Regions from separate parts of the Aedes aegypti genome. Here region 1 is linked to region 2. The links are chromatin contacts, called in public Hi-C maps. All regions are on one chromosome and are shown on one strand. The core of a region is the stretch at or near the end of the contact, and the rest is flanking DNA. Distances in the headings are between cores, read along the strand shown. Region 1 overlaps LOC5572006. Region 2 holds the start of LOC5572006.

What was found. A called contact is a pair of places that touch in the nucleus more often than the background predicts.
Region 1: a contact with region 2 is called in a Hi-C map of whole pupa, with 1.7 times the contacts expected there. The contact joins the enhancer-like site here to the promoter of LOC5572006 in region 2. A contact is called at or near these places in 2 of 2 Hi-C or Micro-C datasets (whole body and whole pupa).

The regions. Positions count from the first base shown.
Region 1 is chr1:97,656,784-97,659,495 of AaegL5.0, reverse strand. All of the region lies in intron 1 of LOC5572006, which reads right to left. Among protein-coding and RNA genes, the nearest start is that of LOC5572006, 33 kb to the right of the region's middle. Within about 2 kb of position 1,450, at least 2 of the 3 cell types and tissues checked have open chromatin away from gene starts, as enhancers often do.
Region 2 is chr1:97,623,442-97,626,141 of AaegL5.0, reverse strand. LOC5572006 reads right to left here and starts at 1,326. Exons shown (of 3, transcript XM_001660062.2): 1 at 475-1,326. The coding sequence starts at 526.

The DNA.
Region 1 (2,712 bases), core at 201-2,700, 33 kb before region 2:
CAGAACAATGCTTTTCGAATGTATTGTTCTTTCTCCCTGTTTGGTTATTCAAAATGTAGCAAATTCTCAGGATGCACACTATTTGCAACATTTCATCAATCTGCATAGCGTTATTCACTCAAAAACTTGTTTATTCCAGAGTATTAGGCAACGTGCGCGTTTTGCCCTGGCAGTACATATTCTCTTCTTCTTCTTCTTCTTCTTGGTTTTACGTCCCCACTGGCATAGAGCCTGCTTCTCAGCTTAGTGTTCAATGAGCACTTACACAGTTATTGACTGAGAGCTTTCTTTGCCAAACTTGCCATTTTCGCATTCGTATATCGTGTGGCAGGAACGATGATGCTTTATGCCCTGGCTGTTAAGGAAATTTCCATTACGAATAGATCCTGGAACGACCGGGAATCGAACCCAGACACCTTCAGCATGGCTTTGCTTTGTTGCTGCGAACTCTAACCACTAGACTAAGGAAGGCTCCTACGCAAAGCAAAATATTTATTTGCATCATGTTTAAGGTCAAGTCGCCATGAATGTCATCTCCAGACCTCTCTAAACTGTCAACGTGTTAATTAGAGCGTGCCTTATTTGAAGTGAACTTGATTTCTAACCATGCGATGATAGTACCGTTTGTAGTGAATTCTAGAAGAACAAACACCGCTTTTCTACAGCCGTCCAGCGTGCAAAGCACTGCTAGATAGAAATAAGTCCATGTAACGGATTCCGTCAATTACATCTGCCTCAAGTGCGATGAGAATATAATTCTACAAATAGCTAATCAGCAAAGGAGATCATTTGACTTACATGGACGAACGACGACGGCAAGTGATCGAGAACGAAAGTTATTAATTAGGCCTAGTAGACAAGCGCCAGTCTTCGCTAGTCGCCGGCCGTCTATGGCATTTAGCACATCGTAGAAGTCGCGTGCTCTCGATTGCTCTGAAGCGATCGAATACTTTGTCGACCGGTCACACAAACGTGCGTGCCTTGCTCTGCAGTTAACCAACTGTCGCATATAAGGGAAACTTGTCAATAGTGAACCCACTTGTATGCTCACCCTTGTCGTTAACAATCTGATACCAATTTTGTGTTACGTTTTAACGGCATGTTAAAAAAATCCAATGAATCACAAATTTTGAATTTTGACAATTCTACATCTTGGTCCACGAAAGTTCTGCATTCTGAGGGCTTTCTAATTGGATCACAATATACGGTTTGAAGTCAAGTTTTTCTAAACTCAATTGAGTCCAACAATAGTTAATGTACCCTAAAAATGTCGTGTGAGATTTCTGGAAAATTTAAAAGGCGACCGGTTTAGCGTGCTTTTATCGATGATGATGAATATGTTATTATTGCCGGCATGTGCGAAAAAACGGACGCTTCCTAAATAGATAAGTGTATTAACACTTCCATTTTTAGCTCTCGTTAAACCGCTGTTGTGATTCTCGAAACGCGATCGTGTCCAACGAGTTTGATTCACCAACTGCAATTTTGTCGTATGGAGGAATTCCGTTCCAATGAATCGAATGATGTGCGGATCAGTTCATCAACAAAAGGTGGTTGACTTCTGAGGGTTTTAGCGATGCAAGACATGGAAGACATTTGTCAGTACGTTTACTTGTGCGTACGCCCCAAAAAGAAAACGTATATGGTTTCATAACTATATCTAATCAAATAAATCGAAGTATTCAAAATAATCAACTCATCTCCTGGTCACTTTGAAGGTTAAACTTTTTTCCAGAACTGCCTAACAAACCGATACTTTTACTGTACGTTTTATCGTCCCATTAACGAGGCATGAATAAATCAGAGTTATGATCTCTCATTACGAGAAGCAACAATCCAACAACCAAACAAAACAAACAATGCCATTAAATGAGCGATTATTTTTCCCGCGCAGTATATCCCATATGCGATCCAGAGATTGCCAAATCACGATAAGGGTAGCTCGCGCGCAAATGTTACCTAAGCCACACATGTGAAAAATCGGGAACGACGGGAAACATGTCATTATTCTACAGCTAGCGCCGAAGCACCGGATGAGTTCGATGACTGTGTGTATATAGCTGGAGTGTGGAACTGCACTGGGGCTGTTAACGTTGGATAACCATTGGCACTGACCATATGTCACTAAGGGCGGTTTCCATATAGTCTGGTGGCCATTTATTCCAAAGAAACAATAATTGTTACATTTTATTGTTCTAAGACAGCTTTTGAGTAAGCTTTCAAACAGTTCATAGAGATCGGTATAAAACATATCGTAATGCTGTATATTCTATTGAACTAATATATTGTCTTTTTCTATATTTTACTTGCAAATTCTAACTAAGGGATACGTACCAATGATCTTGCCCTGATATTCCTGGAATATTTCAACAGAAACTATAAATGCTATAAAATGATGCACGAAGAAAACTGATCAGAACAAGTCATTTTTATTGATTTTTGGCCTCCTCATCGCCCATAGTGCATGGAGAAAAACTATTTTGTATCTATGTCTCTGGAATACGTCGGGAACGCGAAAACATTGTGACGTTCGTAATGCATCTGTTCCGACGGGAATGTTTGCTTATGGAAAGCATCGCAAGGTTGTTATTACTGCGCTGCGGACAGAAGCTTTCCCTCTGTGCACGGGTCGGGAAAACTTCCGAATGAATTGTGAAAAAAGGAAATTTCTGTTGTCACGTGTATGCGATTATAGCAATGTTTGATTCTACG
Region 2 (2,700 bases), core at 77-2,576:
TCTTTTTGTAAAGGAAACTTTCTGCTAGCCACACGATATACGAATGCAAAAATGGTCAATTGGTAAAGAGAATTGTCAATAAATTACTGTGAAAGTACTTAAACGAATACTAAGCTGTTAAGCAGGCTCTGTCCAAGTAGCTATTTTATGCCAAGAAGAAAAACAGGAGCGTTAATCTGAATTGTGTCTCACAGTACCCTGCACCCGCCTAGTTACGCTAATGAGTGGACGTCCTTCATAGTGTTTCTTTACATGTAACCAACCTCCCCAGCTGATGGAAAACTTGACTACGCCCATGCAACCACCGTAATCATCCCTGAAGAAAACACCACAACATCTTTTCGGTTGGTTTTCGGTGGATATGGTTGTTTACATTTCTTGAGCAACCACCGTACCAAAACTGAAACATTCACTTTCAATCGATCCCAAGGGGGGAATCCAAGCAACTCGGAAGAACTCTGAATAATTACTCACCTTCGTACTCTTTCACCAGTTTTGCGTTGAAGGCTTGCGGATCGTTCTCCATGATGGATTTTTTGAATGCTTCCGATATTTGCTTCCGGTCCGGTTTGTTGATTTGAATTGGGATCTTAGTTCGAATTGTAGCAAAAGAGGCAATCGCTGAAATTGCGCCTTTTCTCACGAGTGCTTACAGCCGCCGGCTTTTCTTCTTTTGTTTTTTGTTGGGTAATTACGAAAAGATCGGCAAATAGGAACAACCACAACCACAACACGCGCCCCCCTAAATGTACCGACGATGGGGGGAGGGTCAAACAGGCTCACACATCAGCTGGTCTGCCAAAGGAAAACAAGCCGTGGTCGTCGTCGATCAGTTGTTGTTTTCCCGAATTCGACTCGAACTCTAATAATAGATCGCGCGAAAGTCCACTTGATCGTCGATTTGCTTCTACTGACCGCGATTCTCCACAAAAATCCTCTCTCGTTTGGGCCTTGATCACCCTCGGCAACGTTAATTACTACCCCACCGATCCACTTTCCATAGAATGGTCTATTGTTTCTGCCTATCTGTTAACTAGGCCAGCCCTACACTCTCACTGCACACCAATCGTTCTAATTCCAACCTTCCTTGTCTCTAGATCACGAAACGATTAGCACGCCGCTCACAAATCACTTTCTTCGATGGAATGCTTATTATCTTGTCGTAGACTCGGGACTGTCTCAACTGCATCACCCGTCTTCCGCCAAGTCCCCGCGCGAAATTCTAACCGTATCAAGAATCAAACCTTAGACTTCAGAAGCGCAGTAGATCTTTGATGGATCTGAACTGAGTCGTCGATCGTCCGGTGCAAGACTGAGCAAAAAATCGCACCCGTTGCCTTCTAGATACTAAGAAGCTCGGAGGCGGTGGCGTCGTCATCAGTGGCGTGGATACTATCAACGTTGCGCGTCGAATCATTATCGTCATCATCATCATCATTCGCGTGCGCGCGCGATTCAATGATTGAGGTCTTCACGAGAGCCGGGCGCGCGCGCTCGTTCTCTCTCGCGTATCCACGATGCTGTAAACACGTGCTTCAGTGCTCTCGCAATTTAAATTCGGACGATTGGGGCTCTCTCGTTCGTTCTCGAGCCGGCTAACGAATGAACGTTTGTTTTGAATTTTACGATTATCTGACCGAGGAAAAGTGACATTATTTTCAAAAAATGTATCGGATCAAGCCTAAAGGATCAAAAACTTTGAAGTAATTCGTTGTCACGTGTTTAGGGAGAGAAATAAATATTGTGAACGAGTCTGATTTTTTTCACTCATAGGTGAATTAATCTTTGAATGAACAGCTTCGAGTACGATGGAAAGGTTGCGCGACAAGTTTAATGAACTAATCTAAGATGACGTCACGCTGCTTCTTCCACCGGGAAGAAAACCTTTTACTGCGGGCCGTGTTTACAAAAAATGAACGATTTCGTTGTGTATTTATCCACTTCATGTTCATCCGGTGAACATTCGTTGTCCGGATGTTGATCCGGATGTCATTTTATGTAAACACGGCCCGCATTTAGAGCGGAAAAGAAAAAGAAAATCGACAATAAAAGAAGACCGTGGATAAGTCCATGAACTTACTCGATTTAATTGACTTTCGGATCTTCATTTGAGCTTATGTTAGGGTGATTCAATTCCGAACATTTTTAGTGAACATTTTCAATTTTGGATTCCTACCAGAGGAGAACAAAATTGCTCCTAAATACCAAGCTATTGTATTCCTTACCATATAATTTCCAATGCTTCATACCTGATTGAGGTATGGTCATTTAAGGTAATATACCACAAATAATATTTCATGCATATTCTACAAACTGATAATTGGATCAGGTATTGAAATACCCTAATAATTATGAATTTTAATATAGAGGGGAAATTTGTCAATAGTAGTTCAGTACCTCGAGCAGTCCTTAACTATTTTCGAATACCACAATGAGGTATTTTGGAATTGTTTGAACAATATTTTTAAATACCATATTTGATACATGTACTATTGAAAATACCCAATTAATGGTACCAAAACATGGTATGCACAGATAGGTGCGAGTTATTCGTGTCTGCTAGATTGGGAGTTCGTAAATTAACCCTCTAATACCCAAATTTTTATTTTCGATCTAAATATCATTTTTAGTTATCTAAAATCGTTCTGAACACGTTTTGGGCAATGATTTATTTTTACTCGCAATTCTATGAATTTTGGT